2 separate regions of the Cyprinus carpio genome follow, and region 1 is linked to region 2. A link is a contact called in public Hi-C data. All regions are on one chromosome and are shown on one strand. Each heading gives the region's core, a stretch centred on a gene start, on an enhancer-like site or on the middle of the called end of the contact. The rest is flanking DNA. Distances are from core to core; before and after follow the strand shown. Region 1 overlaps LOC109100905 (RAC-gamma serine/threonine-protein kinase-like). Region 2 overlaps LOC109087019 (adenylosuccinate synthetase isozyme 2).

Region 1 (6,160 bases), core at 925-3,424, 82 kb after region 2:
TGTCTCCCAGCGCAGCGGCCTGTTCTGGTGGATGCGCTGCTGAATAAATAATAGCAGAAACCCCTGCCACTCGGCTGTAATGGCCATTCAGAGGCCGGGGCCGGGGAGTGCACCCTCAGAGGCCTTTGCACCTGTTCACCACTGGCCTGATGGTGCGACTCGCTGCAGCCTCTAAGACCTGCGCTGTTGTTCCTGTCTTCTTGTGTGTGGCCCCTGTCTTAGGGCCCTTTGTTCCCCTCTGACTAAGACCCTTTTAATGAAGTTCCCTCCATTTTACTTAAATATACACTACTGGGGATAATTTTCTTGTAAGAAATTAATACTTTTATTATATTTTATTTGATCAGTAAAGTAAATTCATTTATAAAATTAGAAAATATGTTCAAATAAATCTCTTATAAATAAAGCTCTTCCTTTGAACAACAAAGAAAGACATTTTCTTTTCTCTTTTCTTTGGGTGAATATGCCTTTAATTACTTTTTAATTAATATGGATTTTTTATTTTCAGATTTTTTATTATAATGTAATCAAATTATATTTTAATTAAATGATACTCTAAACTAAGAAAGTAAAACTGTCTTAATGAATGAATAATTGAGTCATTCATTCATTTATTCGATTCATTTGTTCAAACGGCTGATTCATTCAGGAAGTAAATGGATCTCTTTATGAATGGTCTATTGAATCATTGGTTCACAGAATCATTTAAAACTCGTATTCATTTAACAATTGTGTGTTGCGTGGAGACACAGAACAGTTCTGCTGTGGATTTAATATAGGTAATATTTGCATTTGGCAAAACTGAGCAAAAAACAGACCATATTGTGTCTAAAATATTTATTTATGGAAGTGTTGTATAAAATCAATGTCACATTTGCAATTGTGATTGATGATAATAAGAAATTTTTCTTAAGCACTGAATTAGCATTAGAATAGTATTGTATAGTAAAATACAGAATAGAATAGAATAGAATAGCAATGTCTCTGAAATGTTTTTTTGTTTTAAGTATATGAATAAATCGCATTTTAAAATATTAAAAATGTAAACCGGTATTTTAAATAAATTATAAATATTATTTGTAATAATATTACATATTTAAAAACTTTTTTTGGAGCAAATAAATTCAGCCTTGATGAAATTAAGAGACTTCTTTCAAAATGTGTATAGACTAATGTGACACTGAAGATCACTTCCTCTCAGCATACACAATCTTTAAATCTCTCATGAAATTGGAATTGAATATATTTTAGGTTATTTTATTATAAAGCAAACCTGAAAGCCCCTTTCCTTTCCTTTCCTTTCCTTTCCTTTCCTTTCCTTTCCTTTCCTTTCCTTTCCTTTTCTTTCCTTTTCCTTTCCCTTCCCTTCCCTTTCCTTTCCTTTCCTTTCCTTTCCTTTCCTTTCCTTTCCTTTCCTTTCCTTTCCTTTCCTGTCCTGTCCTTCCTTTCTCCTTTCCTTTCCTGTCCTGTCCTGTCCTGTCCTGTCCTGTCCTGTCCTGTCCTGTCCTGTCCTGTCCTGTCCTGTCCTGTCCTGTCCTGTCCTGTCCTGTCCTTTTCTACAGGCCAATCATTATATGGTGCCCCTTAGACTTCTTTTATAAGTGCATAACTGTCAACACATTTTTGTTGATTTCTTTACTGAGAAGCTATTATTTTCTGTAGTAACTAACAGCATGCCACAGTCAATAGAGAGATTAACTTGTATTTAACCCAGATTTCATTATCATCCTTGTTGTAGTTCAGTCCAAAGGACAAAACTAGCTGCCAGTTTTGATTTATGATGCTTGCAATGTTGACTGTGTGTTTTGAATACGAACTACATTTCAAATGCTCCCTGAGTTTTAGATGTTTGGAGCCTGTATGTATTATGCATGCTCCAGAGGCTACAGTAACATGTGTAAGTCACCCTGCGAGACCGTCCTGACTCCATTAATTAATTATGCCTATGATGACAGTCCCAGATGATAAGTTTTTAGGAAACTTGTTGATATTCAGTTTTGGCCGTTTTATGAATGGAATTGACCATTAAAATGGGACCAGTAAAATAGACAAGAAAGCTCCTCATGCCTTTGATCTTGTCTCAGCTTCAAAGGGTTGACAGAGAGCAGCGTTACTCTCACTGGAGAGTCCTGTAATCCATAGCGCGCACACACACACACACACACACACACACAGAGAGACAGATGTATTGTCAGTGCGGCCCCTCACAATGGCACAGTGTAAAATAATCCAGCCTGCTCCTGGGTGAGACGCCTTTCACTAAAGATTGTTCCCTGACCTCTGGCTGCTACGGCAACAGTTGGGAAGTTCTTTTTTGTTGCGCTCGTCTCTTATTCTAAATGATTCATGGGTCAGGCTTTTCACAGCAAACCTCTGTTTGGTGTGACCTGCTACGCTTGCCTTCACTCACACATTATACTGTGTCTAATTGGCATAAAATGCGCATTAAATTTAATTAAAACTCTTAATGTGCTGTGATGAACTTTTTATATGTGCATTTGATTTTATGACATACGAAGGTATGCCTTTCTCTCTTTATTTTAAATTCAGTTGACCTTTGGTGTGCTTCTAACAAGACTGCAGCCGCTGAGCATGACTGCAGGACTGCACTTTACGCAGCAAATGCTGCAGCTCATTTAATGTGAACAACAGGCAAATTAGATTGCAAAACGGATGGCCTGATTAGGCTCAATTGCTGATATTTGATTAACCAATCAAAGTTGCTGCCAGTTCTTCCAATAATCTCATTAATTAGCCATGTTTTATGTAGGAAACACAATCAGAGGTAAATGGCAGGTGCATGTGATACATCTCAGTAGTGACCCTGACACAATACCATTATCATAATTAAGATTTGTAAAATGTTTTTGAAAGAAGTATTTTAAACTCGCCAAGACAGCATTTATTTGATCAAAAATACAGTAAAAGGTGTGATGGCAAAGCTGAATTTTCAGCATCATTACTTCAGTCTTCAGTGTCACATGATCCTTCAGAAACCATTCTGATATGCTGATTTGCTGCTTAGGAAACATTCTATAATACAGGAGCATTTCTTATATAATCAATTTTGAAAACAATTGTGCTTTGTATTTTTGTGGAAACACATCTTTACACATCTTTTTTCAGGATTCTTTGATGAAGAGAGCATTTAAAAGAACAGCATTTATCTGAAATCTTTTGTAACACTATAAATGTCTTTGTCACTTTTGATCAATTTCATGTGCCTTGTTTGATAAAGTGTTAATTTCTAATCTTACTGTAATGTTAAAACACGAGCAGTACCATGGTATTCTTTCCTAAGTGAACATATAAAAGTGTAGGATTATATATATATATATATTATATATAATATATATATATATATATATATATATATATTATATATATATATATATATATATATACACACATGGTCAGAATTGTTGGTACCTGTGGTAAATATGATCAAAGAAGGCTGTGAAAATAAATCTGCATTGTGATATCTAACCTTGCATCTCCAATAATGGTATCCTTTTATTAAATTGTTTTTGAAACCTCCATTTGCCAAAATAACAGCTCTGAGTTTTCTCCTATAATGGCTGATGAGGTTAGAGAACACCTGATAAGAGATCAGACCATTCCTTCATCCAGAAACACTCCAGACCCTTCAGATTTACAGCTCCATGCTGGTGCTTCTTCTCTTCAGTTCACCACACTCCTTGTCTAAGTTGTTTTTAAGGTTTGTTTTTGGATTATTGTACGGTTGGATGATCCAAACATGGCCCATTATAAGATTTTTAACAGAGTCAGTCACTTTTTGATTTTTTTCTGTTGGTATTTGATAGAATCAAAGATGGCATGTGTCTAAACAAGATGTCCAGGACCTCCAGCAGAAATATAGGCTCACACATGAAAAATATAGCAGTATATAGCAGTAAATACGTACATATGCATCTCTTTATTTATACAGTTCTATATAGAGTAAAATGCACAAATCTGTACATACTGTTCCAGATTCATAAACATTATTTATTGTTAAGTCTTACTATTTAAATGTTTTTTTTTTCTGTTCTCATGCCAGATGTGTATGTATGTACTGTATGTACCAGGAGCACCTTAAAAAAACACACACAACAAATTCCTTGTGTGTTTGCACACACCTAGCGAATAAAGCTAATTCTGATTCTGATTATATTTCATTGTACACAAGGAGTACTTTTTATCCCTGTCTGCACCAAACCCATCTTGAGTGTTTGCTAATTTAATAAAAGCAAATTTTTTTGTGACATCTTACCATAGAAGCCAGTTCTGTTTGAGGTTCCAGTCGTGTCTGACAACTGAATATGCTGGCGATTGTTTTTGGATGAGAGCATTTTCTTTGCTTGATTTTTTTTTTCTTTTTTCTTGAAACCCTCCCAAACAACATGTGGTGTTTTTTTTTTTTTTTAAAGGTTTTCTGACCATGAGACTTAACTATTTTCTGCAATTCTTCAGCTGTTATCCTTGGAGAGTCTTTAGGCACTCAAACTCTCCTCTTCACTGTGCATTAGGGTAATATAGACACGTCCTCTTCCAGGCAGATTTGTAACATTTTCTGTTGATTGGAAATTCTTAATTATTGCCCTGATGCTGGAAATGGGGATTTTCACTGCCTTAGCTCTTTTCCTAAAGTCACTTTCTAATTTGTGAAGCTCAATTATCTTGTGCTGCACATCAGAAATATATTCTTTGGTTTTTCTCATTGTGATGGATGATTAAGGGGATTTGGGCTTTGTTTTCCCTCATATTTATATTTCTGTGAAAAAGGAAGCCATGGCTGGATAATTTCATGTTCATAATCACCCTGGTGTGCTCAAAATTGTAAATATGAATGGGAATATACTTCACAGATATTTTTCTCATAAGAATTTCTAGAGGTACCAATAATTGTGTCCAATGTGTATTTGAGAAAAACATTTATTTCATAATGAGATTTTTTCCCATTGTTTTACTTCAATGAAAGGTTAGACTTTTGTAATAAAAAAAATAAAGGATCAAAAGGATTAATAATGCAGGTTTATTTTAACATCCTTCTTTGATCATATTTACCAAGGGTACCAACAATTTTGTGAATGTGTGTATATTTTTATTTTGTTTTTGTTTTTAGTTTTGTATCTTTTAATTTTTTTTCTTACCCATGAGAGGGAAAACAGATCAGAAGATACAGCAGCCCTTGTGGCAGTACTGAGAATGCAGTATGAATTGTCTCTGTATGTGTTTGTTAGCAGGATGACTACTTTAACATTTATTTTGCTGTCATTCACTTTACCCCCACCCCACCCCATCTCTCTCTCTCTCTCTCTCTCTCTCTCTCTCTCAGTCACTCACTCACTCACTCACACACTGGGAGTAACACTTAGTTTCTCTCATACTTGTGCTCAACCATCAGACTATCTGTATCTGTAGTTCAGTGCCATCTAGTGGCTGAAGGTGCTAACAGTGTTGAGTTTACATGATTTCAGCGTATGTCCAGATATGAACTTTGGTTTGTTTCCTTCTAATGAATGCTAAATACCGGTTTATTTTTCAGAAGCTGATTTAATTTATTATTATTTTACATTTTTATTTTCTTTTATTAGCAGTTTATTTTTTCATATATACCCAGTAATCTAATCAAATATACATAGTAATCTAATATATGTAGAATCATATTGTTTTATTCTGTTTTACAATGTTGTAAATAACAGCAAGCAATCATATTTCAGTAAAGCAGATTCAGTTTCCTGTGAATGGAAACACTGTCTGTGCACAGTCTATGTGTTTATAGATGGGGAGTTAAATCTTTGACGCAGCACCTTGTGTTTGCAGTGCTGTCACACATAGATTGCTGATGTTCGAACTATCCTGCTACACATTTGAGTGTGTGTGTGTGATTTCCATGTGTGTTGGCGGCATGGCCTCTCTGTACGGGCCCAGCGCGGTAGCTCTCTGCACCAGCTGGGGGGCTGGAGGAGCACCAGGAGGGCAAGCTGTGTGCAGCTGGCGGATTGAAATCTGTGCAGGCGTCATGGGAGCTTGGTTTCCCTGGGCACCCTCGTCCTCCCCCAACCCCAACCCCCCCCCCCCCCAAACATGACATTTCTTCTCTGTTGCCGCCCATTGTCTGATGCCTCCATCAAGCATGAATCTGTAGCAGGCATCT
Region 2 (6,688 bases), core at 3,820-6,319:
TCATAATGTGCTTTTCAGTGACTTAATAAACAATAGCAGGGTTCGCATAGTCAATGAAATAATAGATTATTCTATAGATAGAAATGTTATAGAATTTCTGTAATATCAATTAAATATTGCAGAAAATAATTGCAGAATTACTGCAGGTATTTTAATTATAAATACAATATAAAAACATGTATGTAGACAATAAGTGCATTGTATCATATGATTATTTTAAATGTCCGTACATGATAGTGTTAAACACAATATAAAGTGGGTCCAAATATATTTCTTCAACTAGAAATTGCTCTTACACTTCAAACACTTTGAGTTCAGTTTTAAAATGGCTCCATCTAGTGGGAAGAAGGTTTTGTAGACTTCATAATTCAAACTGTCAAATAATTCTGCTCATATCATATAGATCATATGTTTTAATATTTATAAAATAGGGATATTACACATAAACTTTACTGTAAATAAACCAGGGTGAGTCAAATGCTATTTATCCATTTTTCTAAATAGTTTCTAAATATTTTTCCCCTGGATAGAATGTTACACAGTCATCCCTAAAATTATTACAGTTATAAAAAAGCTTGACTGTTTAACTCATTTAATGTAATATTCAGATACCTGTACACATAAATACACAAAGTCAATAAATGTAGCACTTTGTTCATACTGTACTTATGCATAGGAAATTGGAGAGCTCCTGCAGTCGAGAGGCAAGGAGGTGGGCGTGACCACAGGTCGCAAAAGGAGATGTGGTTGGCTGGATCTGGTGCTTATCAAATACGCCCACATGATTAATGGCTTCACAGCGTGAGTGTTCAAATAAGTCTCCTTTGGCTTCTGTATCGGTGTTCTATAAAGTACTGTTTTCTTATATGCGTCCTTCTATATGTCTGTTTAGCATAGCTCTCACCAAACTTGACATCTTGGATGTGCTTCCTGAGATCAAAGTTGGTGTGGCTTACAAAGTAGATGGTGAAATCATCCCACATTTTCCAGGTAAGCATCACATTTCCCATATCACATGTAGATTTAATAAAAGCTAGTGGAGTTAAATATCATGCATGTTCCCCAGCAAACCAAGAGGTGCTACAGAAGGTTGAAGTGCAGTACGAGACTCTGCCAGGCTGGAAAACAGACACATCTGCTGCCAGGACCTTTGATGAGCTTCCAGAAAATGCACAGAAATATGTCTGCTACATCGAAGATCACTTGGGTGTGCCTGGTAAGACTTTAAAGGGATAGCGCTTCCAAAAAAAATCGAAATTCTGTCATTTACTCACATTCATATCGTTCCAAACTTATATGGTTTTCTTTCTGCTGTGGAATGTAAAAGAAGATAAATTGAAGAATGTCTGCAACCAAAAAGATTTGATTAGCATTAACATCCAAATGGACAAAAATATGCAACAAAAAATAATATGGGAAGTTAATGGTAACCAAAAAACTCAGTAGAAGAAAGAAGGTCATACAGGTTTGAAATGACATGAAGGTGAGAGTAGACTGTCACTTTAACTCAGCTGTTCATGTAAGTCTGATTGTTTAAAATGCAGTGGGGTTGTTTTACTACAGTGATCCTAATGACTTCTTCCATCTTTGCTTCAGTGAAGTGGATAGGTGTTGGGAAGTCACGGGAATCAATGATCCAGCTCTTTTAAGAGGCTGCTTGGCCTGCATGTAGCACTGGCTGGATTACGCTCTGGACTCGGGGACGGATAGTTGCCTCATGTGTTTCCTCTCCCACCTCACTTCAGTTTCTCCATGGCAAGAACGTCATTTGGTTTCACTCAGATCATCGTACAGCCCTTTGAAATGGAGTATTTGTCATATATAATGGCATTCCTGTGGTTAATCAAAAAGGGTTTTTCAACTAGTTACTTTTTGGAATCATTTAACGGTTTCTCATCTGCTTTACATAATTCTTCTCTGGTATTTTGAGCTCTCATAAGCTCAGTATCTCCAGCTTGAGTCCACATGCTGTACATGTGCTACTACTTCAAACAGTCAGGCATCAGTAGTGATGTATATTGTTGTTAGATGTCAATATTTCACACAGATTGGGTAAAACGATTACTTATACTGTACATGTTATGTTAAATGTTCTTTGTTTCTTTTATCATACAAGAATCAACGGTTATGCAATGTGTACTGCCACACTTTGTCCTTGTTTTAAATGGACTGTATGATTGACTTACTCAAGTCAACTTCATTTAAACGTACGGTTTTTAAAAGAAAATTTAAATGTTTATTCTGAATAAGAAATATGTACAATGCACCCTGAAAATGTAATAAGATTACAGTGGGTGTTTTCTGCTTCTCCAAAAATAGGAGTAGAATATTTTGTGAAAGCATCTTTAGATTTAAATCTATTTAATTTGCTCCAAAAAATAGTATATAATAAACATTATAAGTATAATGTGCCTCAAGAAGCATGTGCTGTTATACAGGCAGGGTTTTGATTCCATTGAATGTATGTAAATGTTTGCACAGTCCTCAGATGTTTGTTTATTATTCAACTGTACAACTTAATGCCACAAGCATATTAAAGCCACAATAATGAGATATCAGTAAACTTGCCTTTCAATATAAATTGTAAAAATATAGATCCTTGAGACAATTTTGTGAATTCAGTTTGAACTACTTCTGTGCTTGTCAGCGACTGCAGGAGGCCGTCTGCTTTTCTGACCTCAAGTAGTACATTTACAGAACCTTTCAATGTTAAGAGATGATCTAAACAGAGCTGGTCTATTTAAATATGACTGGGTTGTTTCAGAAACCCAGATTTGCTTCTGTTTTGTCTCACCCTCAGTACTGCGCCTTCCAATAAGTAATATAGGATAAAGTGTGCCTTGTTAATACAGATGAACAATGAAACTTGAAAACAAATTTTTCGTCTGATTGCACTTTTATGGAATTGCTAAACCTCTTTTAGTTTCTGAGGGCATTATTGTCATTGCCGTTTGCCAAAAGTACACATGCATCCAAAGAAGTATCTTAATGGATAAGTGAATGCTGTGATATAAAGAGCCTTCGTAAATGACCCAGAATGATAACTCTTAGTTTTTCAGATTGATGACGGTGTGATGCGTTGTATTTTCTGTTGCTCACAGCTGCTGAATAAATGATGTTACCTGTTTGTTTGCTTAGTAGCATCTATTACACATCAGTTATCTTGTATTAACACAACATTTCCTCTGAACAAATTAAATATAGCTCTATTATTAATGTTCAAGAATAGGACAGTTGAACATTTTGTTTGCACAAACAACTTTTTCTGTTTTAGAAATCCTTTACTGTTTCTGTGTTGTATTGCTGCTTATTGGTTTTTCATGTATTACAGAACACAAAGCCATATTCTCTTGAATTTACACTTACTGTACACCTTGCTGGTGATAGATACTGTACTGATGGGTGTGCATGATCATCTAGTGGAATTTGCACCAAAACTCACTCTGTTTATCTTGGATGAATGGCAGACAACTGCCACGATAATCCGATTAATAAAGTAATATCATGAGAAACTTTCATTTTTGTGCCTGGTCATTTTTAGCAGTATTTTGTGGCATTGTTTGTAATTGGTAACGATTGCTCGTCTTAGAGATATGAGGTTCAACAACTCGCCACCAGGGGGAGACATTTACTTTGAAATAGACGTTGAACAGTGACATTTCCAGCTTTTAAGAGCTCCGTAATTACGTTTGACAATTAGTACACAATTAATCTCAGATGATAATAACATTCTGTTTCTTGTATGGCTGTGTGTGTTTGTTTGGCAGGTGAAGGTGCTTGGATATAAATGTATACATATGTGCGATGTAGTAGGAGGTGAGAATGAAGAGATCTCTCGTAGGAGACTCTCATTACAGATTCACTGCACTCCTTTCTATAAACCATATCAGCTTAACCTGATTATGATTTAGATCTTATTATTGACGCTGACAATATCTTTGGTGTTAAGTTTTGATTTAATAATTGACATTATTTAGATTTAGTGTTTTATCGTTTAATTTGATCACATTTTTATTGTTATTGTTAATATTTGTCACTAACCTATTGCGAATACAGTAGCTTACACTATTAAGTTAATATGTGCATTGTTAAATTTTCTTGTAGAAAGCACTCCAATGATAAGCCTTGGGTTTAAAAAAAGAAGAAAAGATCTTCTGCATAAAAAGAAAATAGCTTTTCAGATTGGAGATTCACAAAAAGTTAGAGAGATTAATGGCGAGAGCTGAAATATGGAAGGATGGGTAAAAATTTAAAGATAGGAATGGAAAAAAAAATAAGATCAACATGGCAGGGGCGTCAAAACCTTGGCAGGTAGGCTATTGAGAAGGATTGATTTTAACTCAGATATACATTTTACTGATAAATAAATAGTGTTAAGGTTTGATAACCAGGATTTAAGTGCAGAAATCAATTATCTAAAACAGAGAACACATAATTTTTTAAATATTGAATTAAACGAAAATCAGAATATATGTCAAGAAAATCCAGGGCCTGATAACTTTGTGATAAGGACCTGTACAAAAAGTCCCCAAAATATGGGAGAAATCATTAAGACATTAAGCCACATTTGTTAATAGAGAAATTAATATCTTTTATTTTTTAAAAGAAAGGTCACAGTGTGTTAAAAATATTCTAAATGGTTATTTCATTCCACGTTTCACCTCAAAGTGTGTGTGTGTGTGTGTGTGTGTGTGTGTGTGTGTGTGTGTGTGTGATGATTATGTGTCTTTGCAGTCCTTCCTCTTGTCACAGCTGACTCATTACACAACACAGCTCTGAACCTTTCACGAAACACCGCACACAAACACACTGCCACACAAAGGGCTCCATTCTGGCCTGATGGTGTGCTGAGTGTGTGAAGAGAAGGTCGGGGAGGGCCTGATCAGTGTGTGTGTGTCTGTGTGTGTCTGTGCATTAGTGGCTTTGACACACTCATTAGAGCAGATGTGCTGCTGCTGCAGTGGCGGCTGCCACTTCCTCCTCCTGGCTTGTGAACACGGGCAGCTGTTGAGCAAAGGGCCAACGTCTGCCTGATCCCTGACCTCAGCTCCACCCCAGCCCCCAGCTCCAACGGGGGCGGGGCCAGGGGCTGCCAGATGGGGGGTGGCCGTGTGTGCAGGGGGTGTTTATGAGTTTAGAGTACTGGCTGTTGCTTTTTGGGGGGAAACTTGTGGAGTGTGTGTTTGTATGTGGAGCATAAGGGCTGGGGGTTGGGTTTTGGAGGGAGGTTATAGATGCAACACATGGCTCAGAAAAACATTAGCCGAGAGGGGTGTCCAAAGTGTTCGTCGACATCGTTTTAGCCAGGAAGTAATTTTCTATTAAAATTATGAGTGCAGTGCAGTTCAATTCAAGTGAAGTTTAATTGACAGCACTTGTGGCGTAATGGTGATTACTACAAAAAATGTATTTCAGTTTGTTACTCCTTTTTGGGGTAGATTAAGAAGTGCCACATGATGTAAAAAGCTCACCTTATATAAGTAAAGTTATAGGGCTATACACATTTTATAAACATTTTAAATCCATTTTCTTGACAATTTACTGCATTAAACCCTAAAACAAAAACAAAAAAACCTTAAAAAATACACAAGTTTTAACAGAAGAATTAATGTAAGTGTTTTTATAAAATTATAACCTTTTTAAATAACTGTAGATAGATAGGCAGATAGATAGATGATAGATAGATAGTCAAAATGACTGTAACTCAATATTTGTTGGCAGGCAAGGCACACATGCTCAGTGGTGATCGTTGCTGGAAAAGGCAGTACTTTGAAGCGTGGCCCTCTTTGAGTTCATTGTCCACCCTGTGGTTGGACAGCAGTGGGAGTCTGTGGCCAGCTCTGCCTGGACATTTGCTTCCCCATGTCTCCAGAGCGGACAGGTGTTGGCGTCAGCAGCGTCCAGACTCGTTTCAGCAGCTGCTGCGCTCATCCGCACACACGCACGCACTCTCGTACACACCTCCCCAACTGACAGATGTAGCCACACCACCCGACTAGCTTTATGGAGCCAGAGCTGTTTTGACTTTAAATATTTGCCCAGAAGGGATTGCCCTGTTTGGGCAAGGCTTGTAGTGCTGCACGGCTTGGTGTAATAGGACGAGAACAACACGGACTGGCCGACAAAGAGGCACGGCCTGTCCAAACATATAAACCTGCCAGCAGAACTGGAAGTCTGGAGGAGTGTGAAGTCTTTAAATTACATTCAGATGTTCGGCAATTGTTATACAGTAGCTCCAAAATGTGTCTAGACACTTCTGGATACATAAGTGACACTTAAAAATGTCTGATGAATATTATTACATTTTTAAACAAAATTTTACACCAGGTGGCATCTGAAAACAAATGTTTCACTTCATTTTTTTGAGCCATTTTGTAATTCATTTGAACCAACTGGAGTCATGGTGATTTTAGTGGTTGTATAAAATGAGTTCACACAGGTGTCCTAACAGAGTATCCCCAGGTGTAGACCATCACAGTAACTATGAACACGTCTCACTAACATCTGACAACCACAAAGTCCAAAAATATCCAAATATTTTGCATCTTCATTTTGCACGTATCTATAGATTTATAACTACATCTATAGATCTGTACTACATCTATATATTTGAGATATTTCTTTCTTTTTCTTTATTTCTTTTTTCTTCCTTTATTTAGATTGCATTTTTATGTTTATGTTATATATA

The links. A called contact is a pair of places that touch in the nucleus more often than the background predicts.
Region 1: a contact with region 2 is called in a Hi-C map of skeletal muscle, with 3 times the contacts expected there. The contact joins two enhancer-like sites. A contact is called at or near these places in 5 of 8 Hi-C or Micro-C datasets (liver, red blood cells and skeletal muscle).

Annotation. Positions count from the first base shown.
Region 1 is chrA13:11,227,992-11,234,151 of ASM1834038v1, forward strand. All of the region lies in intron 2 of LOC109100905 (RAC-gamma serine/threonine-protein kinase-like), which reads left to right. Among protein-coding and RNA genes, the nearest start is that of LOC109100905, 50 kb to the left of the region's middle. Within about 2 kb of position 2,175, at least 1 of the 8 cell types and tissues checked has an H3K27ac peak or open chromatin away from gene starts, as enhancers often do.
Region 2 is chrA13:11,142,717-11,149,404 of ASM1834038v1, forward strand. It overlaps LOC109087019 (adenylosuccinate synthetase isozyme 2), which reads left to right. Exons shown (of 13, transcript XM_042768778.1): 10 at 677-801; 11 at 893-990; 12 at 1,067-1,216; 13 at 1,597-3,516. The coding sequence ends at 1,649. Among protein-coding and RNA genes, the nearest start is that of LOC109087019, 16 kb to the left of the region's middle. Within about 2 kb of position 5,070, at least 2 of the 8 cell types and tissues checked have an H3K27ac peak or open chromatin away from gene starts, as enhancers often do.